2 separate regions of the Xenopus laevis genome follow, and region 2 is linked to region 1. The links are chromatin contacts, called in public Hi-C maps. All regions are on one chromosome and are shown on one strand. Each heading gives the region's core, a stretch centred on a gene start, on an enhancer-like site or on the middle of the called end of the contact. The rest is flanking DNA. Distances are from core to core; before and after follow the strand shown.

The links. Hi-C and Micro-C count contacts between places; a contact is called where the count stands out from the background.
Region 2: a contact with region 1 is called in a Hi-C map of the XTC cell line, with 5 times the contacts expected there. The contact joins two enhancer-like sites. A contact is called at or near these places in 2 of 4 Hi-C or Micro-C datasets (the XL177 cell line and the XTC cell line).

The regions. Positions count from the first base shown.
Region 1 is chr9_10L:59,644,060-59,650,151 of Xenopus_laevis_v10.1, reverse strand. All of the region lies in intron 2 of igfbp5.L (insulin like growth factor binding protein 5 L homeolog), which reads left to right. Among protein-coding and RNA genes, the nearest start is that of igfbp5.L, 8.0 kb to the left of the region's middle. Within about 2 kb of position 2,386, at least 1 of the 7 cell types and tissues checked has an H3K27ac peak or open chromatin away from gene starts, as enhancers often do.
Region 2 is chr9_10L:60,276,880-60,282,223 of Xenopus_laevis_v10.1, reverse strand. No RefSeq gene overlaps it. Among protein-coding and RNA genes, the nearest start is that of LOC108701264, 230 kb to the left of the region's middle. Within about 2 kb of position 2,258, at least 1 of the 7 cell types and tissues checked has an H3K27ac peak or open chromatin away from gene starts, as enhancers often do.

The DNA.
Region 1 (6,092 bases), core at 1,137-3,636:
TTCCTTAATTCCCACTGGCTGCTTCGTGGCAGGGGAATAACAACAGAGACCTTAAACCCAGTGGCTGCTGGGAGCCCAAAAATATAAGGGGGTGGGGACACGGTTTCATTTGCAAAATGTGTTGTCTTTCCCAGGCTATGATGTAGGGGGCGGAAGGGCCTGCTCCTTTCTGACAGCTTGTAACACAACAGGAAGGTCATGGGAGAAGATGAAGTGTGTAGCCAGCTATAAGGGCAATAGCTGAATCTCCAAGCTGAGCCTCTAACCCCTTCAGAGATGCTCGGAGGGGGTTGACGCTAAAGAAAAACATTTGACAAATAGAAAGGAAAGATAACGAGGAGTGAAGAGTTAAAGGCAGACGGTACACCTGCAGGAGCACAGCTGCGCAACATTAATATCCTGGGTCTGTAAGTGAATCCTGCAAAGTCCTAGACATCCTGTGTTATGGCACTTCAAACACAGCCTGGGAGCAAGGCCTATAAAGCCATGACAATGGGCTCGTGCTGCTTTTGAAACTTAAGTCCGGGTATGGCAGGGAGACTCGCACTGGGGGCCCCAATCATAGTCGGCTTGTGATATCATACACATGCATGTAATTCTGCAGTGTCAGACTGCTGGGGGAACAGCATGCATAGGATGCCCTATCTGAGGCTCTTTTATATGTTAGTGTTATAAGGCCTAATAATTTCCCTGATCCATGCCTGCTTAGCCCATGTATGACCACCTTCTGGACAAAATAGCTTATCTTGTAAGTGGTGAGTTTCTAATGTATGTACAGCTGGGTGAGGGTGCCTGCCCCCGAGCTTTTATACATTGCACCCTGTGCAGCCTCTCAAGTAGGGTTGCCACCTGGCCGGTAAATATTATGGTTGATCCCAATGTTATTAATAGGGAAAAAACATAAATATATAGGAAGTCCGGTATTTTTTTCCAGAAAAGGTGGCACCCCTACTCTCAAGTCACACCCCAGGGTCCCTGGCACCCAGGATTCTTTCATTTAGAAAACACTGCTTTGCAGGGCAAAGCTTTTCTAGGCCCCCAGCAATTACTAACAGGCAGGAGCATGAATAAATCAGAGGACCCATATGCCCTGAAGAAAGGTATACATCTTATATCCCTCCCCACCAGAGCCAGGGGCAAATCTCAGTGGGCAGCACAATGACACTGGGACATATCTAATCACCTGTGCTCCGTCTGCTTGTCCTGAAGGCAGGGTTACAATCTGCTATTTTGGGCACATCCGTGCCTGGGTGCAGATGGATCTTTTGCCAGTTAAAGGACGGATATGACCAGCTGTTGGCACACAAGATAACCATTCTGCTTGGTCACTTTCCTTAGTAATGTATTCAGCAGTGGCGGCTATAAAGGATTCTAGCAGCTGAAATTCTGGCAATTGTAGTTTAACAACACCTGAAGGGCCACAGATTTGGCACGGCACCCAAAAGTGTAAAACACCCATATTAAATGGCAAATTAGCTATAGTTATAATGGATTTGACAGGCATGCACAAAGTCCAGTGCAGTCCGCAGCACACTTTTACATTAAAGGGGTTGTTCACCTTTAAATTCACTTGATGTAGAGAGTTATATTCTGAGACAATTTGCAATTGGTTTTAATTTTTTATTTGTTTTTTTTTTAGTTATTTAGCTTTTTATTCAGCAGCTCTCCAGTTTGCAATTTCAGCAATCTGGTTGCTAGGGTCCAAATTCCCCTAGCAACCATACATTGATTTGAATAGCAGGCTGGAATTTGAATAGTAGAGGGTCAGAATAGAACGATGAAGTAATACAAAGTAGCAACAGCAATACATTTGTAGCTTTACTGAGCATTTATTTTTTAGATGGGGTCAGTGAAAGCTGGAAAGAGTCAGAAGAAGAAGGCAAATAATTCAAAAACTATAAAAAAAAGAATAAATAAAGGCCAATGGAAAAATGTTGCTTAGAATTAAGCCATTCTATAATATACTAAAAGTTAACTTAAAGGTGAACCACCCCTTCAATGGCTAATAAGGCATTTCATATGTGTTCAGCTATAAAGAAGCCAAGGTGGAAACTGTTGGAGAGATGTTAGTTGGGCACCTAGTGTACAGATTCCATTACTGACCCCTGTGGTTGTGAACTTGTTAAAAACCCTTTCCCCCAAGGGGCTTGTAGGTGGGGGAAGGAGGAACAGAGCAGGTGTGTGTGCAGAATGGGCAGTTGGGGGAGGTTTTGTTTGGAAAGGTCAGTGGAGCAGAGATATGGGGAAGGGCTGTGTTTCCACAGCTGATATCTATGGTGAAACAAGGGTATTCACTGAGCTACAGAGTTCACTGTTTGTTTTTATCCCCCTGACCCCGAGCACTTACCCAGGCTATTTAAATCCCACTGCTGATAATAAGTCTCTGCAGCCTCCCATACAGTGCATTCCTCCTACACAGCCTGACAACTGACTAAGGCCCAGGCCTTCCTAAATCCCCCCCCCCCTTCAATGGGGCCACAGTTTGTGGGAACCATAAAGTTGGACTGTTTGGCATTTAACTCTTAGGAGGTGCAGGGATTTCCCAAAGACTACTATCCCGCAGGTACAATAGGCCCCATCTCTCCCTACTATACCTGCTATCCCACAGTCACAGTCCCTTCCCAGAGACTATTATCCCTCTGCTACTATAGGCACCATCTCTCCCTACTATACCTGCTATCCTACAGTCACAGTCCCTTCCCAGAGGCTATTATCCCATTGCTACTATAGGCACCATCTCTCTCTACTATACCTGCTATCCCACAGTCCCTTCCCAGAGACTATTATCCCACTGCTACTATAGGCACCATCTCTCCCTACTATACCTGCTATCCCTCAGCCACAGTCCCTTCCCAGAGACTAGTATCCCTACTGCTACTATAGGCACCATCTCTCCCTACTATACCTGCTATCCCACAGCCTTTTCCCAAAGAATATTATCCCCACTGCTACTATAGGTACCATCTCTCCCTACTATACCTGCTATCCCACAGTCACAGTCCCTTCCCAGGGACTAGTATCCCTACTGCTACTATAGGCACCATCTCTCCCTACTATACCTTCTATCCCACAGCCTTTTCCAAAAGATTATTATCCCCACTGCTATTATAGGGCCCAATCTTTCCCTACTATACCTGTTATTCCACAGCCCCTTCCCAGAGACTATTATCCCATTGCTACTATAGGCACCATCTCTACCTGCTATACCTGCTATCCCACAGTCACAGTCCCTTCCCAGGGACTAGTATCCCTACTGCTACTATAGGCACCATCTCTCCCTACTATACCTTCTATCCCACAGCCTTTTCCAAAAGATTATTATCCCCACTGCTATTATAGGGCCCAATCTTTCCCTACTATACCTGTTATTCCACAGCCCCTTCCCAGAGACTATTATCCCATTGCTACTATAGGCACCATCTCTACCTGCTATGCCCCAGTTCCTTCCCAGAGTAAATACTAATGGAGTTATATGAGAGCATGTGATAAAACCCTACAACAGCCCTACGACTGATCCGTTGAGGCTTCTGTGAAAATAAAGATGCTGTGGGTGAGGCGTGAGCTCTAGAAAGAACCCACAGGCCACCTTTAAAATGTGCCAGTCATGGTGTTATTGGGACAGCTTTCCCATGAGTATTATATACCCAAAGGGTGAATAACAGTCGCCTATGGACAAGTGAGTGTCAACATCAGCACCTAAGTGTGAAAAACTGTCTGGGTGAGCAGATGATGCCTGCATGCTGCAAACTGCACTGGTTTATTCAGAATGCACTTGAAGATATATGTTTAATAGCAAATCAGCCTATGGATCCAATGTTTAGTTTGAAGAGCGTGAGGTGGCAGCCTTAGAGGCCACTGAATGAGAGCCAGCTAGATCTTTATAAATTGTGGCATTTTCATCACTGGCTATGTTACAACTCCCAGCAACCAGTGGTTGTCAGCAGATGAAGGGGGTTATTATTCAACCACAGCAAAAGTATTTCAGGTAATATCCCTGCATTAATCTTGGAGATAATGCAGGGATAATATGCCCCCCTCCGCATATTCATGCAATCTTGTATGGAATATTTTGGCAAGCTCCGTGCCAGCTACCAGCTGTGTCAGAGACTAACAGCCAAAAGGGAAGATCCAGTTTGGATATTCCAAGCTCCATGCTCTAAAAGCCCCGTTTATGTGAGTCCTGCAAGGTCTCTGCTCTGGGACACGTAATTGCAGCCAGAGGCCAGGCTGGGAACAAGGGAAGGACTGTGTGTGACTCATAGAAAGAGCGAAACGTCGTAACAGCCCTGCGGTCTGTCACGTTTGTGTAATCGAGGATCAGCTGTGGTTTTTAGGAACCGTCTTCTTATTTGCACAGCAATGGAGTGAATCCGAAATTCTTTTATAATGTGATTTGCCCCTGGGATCTGGGTCACACTACGCTGTGATTTTTATTATCGGCAGAAAAGCTGAATCATGACTGCCGCTGCATTGCCTTTAATCTGGACCCTTGTCCGCAGACTTAGTTAGATTATAGGGGTGTTAACAAAGGTGGTGCAACCTGCTAAGTGATCCCTGGTATTAATGCCAGGTCTAGGCCGACAGAGATTCCAAAGTTCAGTGCATTATTTATTAGAGCAGGCCGCAGATTGCATGGGGGGCCAGTACTTTTCTGAATGGTTCTTGTGTTCATAAATGAGCCTTTAACCTGCTTGTGGGAATTCCCCTGACAAAGGCTGGGCCCGAGGGGAACAAAACCACAGGCTAATAATTATAGATTCAGCTCTTAATGTTCCCATTAGACATATGTGTGCATACACAAAGAAGGTGTATGGGCATTTAAAGGGCTAGCACAGAAAACATAGCCAAGTCCGTAATCGGGATTTAGTTCCATTCTACATAAATGGGACGAGGGATGGGGGGAGCTTCAAAAATCAAAATGTGGACAGCAAGGGATAAGGGTTGAAGCGGCTATTGGGGTGCTATAGGGTTAAGGGACATTAACTGTTGGGTTGCAATGACTGGATTTTTCTGGAACAGAGTCAGGTCAGAGCTGCTGGGGAAGACATTGCTGCCAAGTCGTGGAGGTGGGAGAGTGAGAGAAGGCAGTAGAACATAGTTAATGCCTCTGGATTAACCTCCAGCAGAAATAATCACAGTGCGGTGTCACCGGAGCCGAGATTTAAGGTCATTCCAGGATAGTCATATTCATAGTGTGACATTGACTCTTTGCAGCTTGCGACCTACTCTGCAGAGTAATATTGTACCCTGCTCTCTTTCTGACTCTTGAAACGGTGTACTTTTTGCATGATTCAGAACCGGCAGTGCAGAGACTATAAACAGCCAGACAGATAATGCTTTCACTAGCAATTGCATTCTCAAATAACTTTCAGTTTTAATTAGTGTATATTGGAAAGTGGCCTAGCATTAATTAGAATGTAATTTATTGCGTTATTTGGGTGGAGTTCCCTTTAACAACATGCAATCTTGCTGCAGCACCTTGATTTTTTTTCTGGGTTCTGCACAACAGGTGGCAGCTTATAAATATTCAGAAGAATGCAAAAAAAATTAAATATATTCCTCGTTCTCTTTCATGCCATAGACTGGCCATTGAACTGAATGGTGAATATGGGCATAGCTATGGTGCTGCTCCTCACAGGCTGTGACAGGGAGCCGTTAAGCTGAGCTTTGCAGTATGAAAAGGGGGGTCAGCTGACTCAGCAGGAGTGAGCGATGGGTGCCTTGACCTGTAACTCTCTAGCAGTGATCTGCACAGCTGTTAGTGGAGTCCTGAGGGGATCACTGCAGAATCTTTAAGGCATTTTACTATTTAATTCTAATGGAGTACATTGACAAATCAATGTTCTTTACATGGTAAGCAAAATGCTTGTACTTGTCCTTTAAACTAGCGACTAAAATACAAATAAAACAATGCTCATCTATGATGCTCTACTGCCCCCATCTGGCCGTTGACCATATCTCCATAATGATCATCACGGCTGCCATTGGTATACAGCATAGTATACAGCATAGGAAAACAATCAGAGTCTGTGTGTGTTAAACATATTTTGTTTCTTTCTAAATTAGAAACACCAAATCTAACATGTGACCAA
Region 2 (5,344 bases), core at 1,009-3,508, 630 kb before region 1:
TGTTCAGGGGAAAAATTAGGTTTTGTTGAGTAACACACATCAGTACAAAAATCCTGGGAAGAAGCTTTTAGTGTAAAGTACAAATAAAATTACAGTAAGTTTAGATTTGGCTTATGTTTGCACAAGGGCTTAAAGGGGAACTGTCAACAAACAGTGTTTCTTATTTTCCATAGGGGCTTAAAATAGATCTTTTTCTGTACATACAGTAAGAGTTTCTGTTTACATTTCATTGATAAAGAGCTGTGGTTTTGCTTGTATTTTCCTACGTTCCTTCTCTCTACCTTTCTTGTGAAATGTCTCATTTCAACTTTCTCTGATGCAATATGAATGAATGGTGGAAAAGTAATGTTTCACAGGTGATGTACTGTGTGTAACCCTTCATAGCAGTTTAGTCGCTCTTATTATAATCTTTGCTAGAATGTCAACTAAAAGGGATTATGGCTTTCTAGGAATGTAATTGTAAATTGAAGTAAAGCTTTAGCCAAGTAAATATGCCCAGAAGCAACATCCCCTGTTACTCACTGGTGTAATGACAAGGATGGAAACAAGGGGAAAGCAGGGAGGGAGAAGAATCTGTTGGAAAATATGAATATGGAGAGCCAATGACTGTTCTTCTAAATACCTATAAAACTTCATTATAAGTTAATCTTCATGATTTTCCCATAGCAGTGCAATATGGTTGGAAATGAGGGTTTAAAGGGGTGGTTCACTTTTAAGTGAGCTTTTAGTATGTTATAGAATGGCTAATTCTATATTAGTTATTGACGGCACCAGTCAATGGTTTCTTTTGTTAAAATGCCTTTATTAGGACATGGGCTCTGACCCCAAACAATTGGCTAATAGAATGGCTAATTCTAAGCAACTTTTCAATTGGTCTTCATTACTTATTTATTTATTTATGTTAGGTTTTGATTTATCTGCCTTTATCTTCTTACTTTTTCCAGCTTTCAAATGGAGGTGTAACAGTGTCTTCTCACCCTGGTGGTCGGCCGGGACGCCGGGCGCTTCCTCGGCGGGGACGCTCGCCGTGCTGCCGCTCCTCTGTAGATCTGGGGCCTTAGGGCGTGCACGCCTCACGTCTCCTTCTTTTATAGGCGCATGTGCGCTGATGTGTTGACGCCAGCGCACAATGGCGCGAAATTCAAATGGATTTAAAGGGATATTCTATATTTTCTAGTTGCCCGTTATAGGATCTTGTTCCTGGTGCTTCTGTACTATTTGAGCTTATGATTATCTGTGATTTTGACAACCTTTTGTGACCCCTGCCTGCTCCTGACGATTCTGACTTCTGTATCCTGACTCTTGCCTGATATCCAACTTCGCTTATTCTTATTACTACTGATTGATCTCCTGGTTTGACCCAGTTTTGTATTCTGCCTGCCTAGGAACCCTAGCAACAAGATTGCTGAAATTGCAAACTGGAAAGCTGCTGAATAAAAAAAACTAAATTCAAAAACAACGAATAATAAAAAAGTAACTGCAAATTGTCTCAAAATATTACTCTCTACGCTATACTAAACGTTAACTCAAAGGTGAACAACCCCTTTAAGACTATAATCTTTGCTAGAATGTCAAGAAAACAGGATTACAATTTTCTAGGACTATAATTGTAAATTAAAGTTAAGCCTTAGAAAGGTAAATACAGCCAGACGGAATTCCCTCTGCTACTGGCTAGAGTATAATGGCAAGGACAGAAAGAAGGGGACAGCAGAGGGGAAGAAACATTAGAGTCACTGATCCCTGCCAATCTCTCAATCCCCTAGCACCAAAACTGGAACCCAGTTATAATCCCATTTTACCGATGTGACTGTAGCAAAGCAATGTGCTGCTGGGAGATGGTGGAGGAACACAGATGTCCTTGCATAATAAAATGCAGCTGCAATTATTCCACCTTCCCCTCTAAGGTGGCAGAGATCTCCATTTTTACTGAAAACATCTGTAGTATATCAATGATATCAGTGAAAATGGGGCATTGCATTACAGGAAGCATTATTTTCTTTAACGGCTGGTGATTATCATTAAACATTATAACAGCTGAATAGGATGTGTAATTAAAGGACAAGGGAAGCATGTATTTCTGGCTTTGCACAATGCAAATAAGAATATATGAGTGACAATTTCTTTGTTTTATATGGCATCTCAGTGCCGGCCCAGCCAGGCGCTGCAGGCAACCCGGCCGGCCACTTCGGCCCCAGCCGCAGCAGCGCGCAACCGCGCGCAACCGGGGACGCGCGTGCGTAACCGTGCGCAACCGGGGGCGCGCGTGCATTACTGTGCGCAACCGAGGACGCACTTTGACTTCAGAGAGCGCACCCACTTTTCACTTAGGTAACAATTGCCGGACTAGGGGTAGGCTGCATGTGAGGTACTTGCCTGGTGGTTCCCCCCAAGCACCCCTAGTTCCGGCATGATTTGCTTGCTTTTTATAAAACTATTTAAAAAGTTAAGGGAACTTGTTTTTTTTCAGATTTTTGGGCAAACATATCACCAGGCTTGGTTGGGAAATATATATAAGAGAACAAAGTAAGGAAAGAGAGGCATTTGGGCTGCTCCTCCGCTCCAGCCCTGATTGCATGAGGTGTAAAACCCGCAAAAAGCCTATTAATCTCTTCTTTCCTCCATCTGCCCCTGGCCCCCCCAGCAGGCTATTTTTATCTTTATTTTCTCATTAAACTGTTTCAGCTGAAATACAAAAGGGACCTTTTTTCCTCCGGTAGAGTAACCCTTTGCCTCCCAATCTATGGATGCTGTGCATGATTTCTTTGCAGCTGGTATAAGTGATATATGAATTGTTTACTGAAGGACAGTGACACTGTTTGGTGCCCATTAGCTTTCATATTGCTTGTGACTGGCTTCAGTTAATATGCTTTCTAATGAAAATGTCCCATGTTTGGCTATTTCTCATGTGTTTCTCATCTAAATTCAGTAATGTTCAGACCTGTTTCCCACAGAGACAGCAGACTTTTGCCTTTATACAGCAAAGCCAGGGCTGGGTGGGAAGCAGGTCCGGACTGAGAATTAAAATAGGCCCTGGTACATTTCAAGTACACAGAGGCCCAAACAGCCCCCATCAGCCCTCTAAATAGTGACTTTCTATGGCACCTTATAGCAGCCCCTCTGGCATTTGCCAGAACCCACAGATTGCCAGTCCGGGCCTGGTGGGAAGTGAAGGAAGGAAGCTTACAGGTACCATAGATTATCATTCTCAACAGCCACTGGTAGAGATCCTTCTTCCATTATATTCCCCCAGTGAAGTGATACCCCTCTCAGGCTCCAGTACTATGGTTTCCTGATGTAAATGATCTACACGCCTCTGGGCCCCCTATATCTATAAATGTAAGGATTCCATCTTTTGGTTTTTGCCTAAGAGAGTAAAAAGAGTATTATGGTCTCTGTCAAGGCAAGTACCTAAGCTACTAACTAGGCAGTAGAAAATTAAGATGTTTAAAATGTTCAAGGTGCCCCATGGTTGACCACCTAACAACAAGAAGAACCTGAAGAAACTGAGGCTAAAACTCTTATGGAAACCATCTGTTCATTCTGGGGCTGGAACTCTGAAAGACATACTGTACAGATGAGCTGAGCACATCTTGAATAGCAGGTCTATACTTAACATGTTGAAGGGTTTTAGAGTTTCATAGCTGGTGGAGCTGCTGCTTAGATGCCACATGAACTCCCCTTCATTTTCTGCTGAAAAAGTTGATGAAAGTGACATCCCACTGTACCAGAATGCGGAGGAATGTGCAAGATCAATAGATCAGAACAATGCAACTAGTGCACAGTGTTGTTGTCTGTACTTCATGCAAGCTTTGTTTCCAGGAACTGATGCATGCAATATCACACAAGTGGCACAATGACCCCTCCCCAAGTTGCTTCCAAGAATACTCAGTATCCCACCATGTCCCTGAGGTTTGGAAATGGGTTTAAATGTCTGAGATTGAGTCAGTGTGTTCTGGTGGGTTGGCGAGGCAGCTGCTTGCAGCAAGCTAATTACAGTAAATAAGTCTACTTTATGGAGTGGCAGAGATGATTCAGTGTGCCAAGGCAGGAACAACGTCCCCAGCACACACGTCTTTTGGTGGCAGAGCCCTGGATCACTGCCACAGACATAATTAATAGACACAGGCAATCATTACCTCCTACTATAACATATAAGGATATTACAGCCTCAACTATTTAATATAGTGAATAAAGTACCCCCTATTGTAAAATATAAGGATATTATAAGTCACTTCGGCCTTGTGCTTTTATATGGACATGGAACTCAGAGGTTACTTCTAATATCCTCATATTTTCCAACAAGGGGTACTTTATTTATTATAATACACAAGTTTTAGTGAGTCATGTGACAAAATTGACATCACTAGTCACCGTTTATAATCGATGACATCACTAGTCACCGTTTATAAGGATATCATTTACAGGCTTGTCATGGCTTTTGTGTATAATGTTATTGTTATTACATATTTATAATGTGCCAGCATATTCTGTAGGACTGAACCATGGAAGGATGTATAAAATATACAAATTACATACAAGCACTGGTTGATAAAGGGGGTAAAGAGGGTCCAGCATAATGGAGCTTACAATGTAAAATGTTACTTATTGAGCTACATATGGACCACTGAAGGGAATGCTGTTTGAAATCTACAATATCATACAGTAAAACATCCATTATATATTTTAATTGCTCATAAATAAGCATTAAGGGACTTGAAGCTATGGCCATACAGGACGTTTTCAGCCTGCGTATTTGGGCTGATCTCAGCCCATGTGTGACCAATGGAGCAGGGGTAATGGGCAGATCTGTGTGCCCATAGCTTTACTAAACAACATTTTCTATTCAGTGATGCCAGTGGGACAAGCATTGCCCATTAAATTTTTTCTCCTGGCCTACTGCTTGCATAGTGGGACAAATGTAATTCTGACTGCAAGCTCTAGAGGGCGGTGCTGCTCCACGACTAACAATCTTCTCTGCTGAGTCAGCGCTGGCTTTATCATGTAACCGAAGTTTCTCAGGCTAACAGGATACACAGGAGAATTGCAGGTGCCTTCACATTTTGTGCCATGAAAGGTACTCCCACCCCCGGTACCTGAAAAGAAGCAATACTTTGTAAATCAGGGACTCTGTAAGAGAAAGAGAAGGTTCAACTATGTAAGTTGAATAAAATCACCATACACATCACCCTCTTCCCTGAAATATAGGGGAGCAGTGCCAAGAGGGGTGCAAGAAAACAGCACCATTGGCTATAAATTGTGCCTTCAATGAAGGCAATGCCCCAAGACTCAAGGCTCATTTCACTTCACCTATGCCCTGGGGAGATCAAGTGGCAGTCTGTACGGT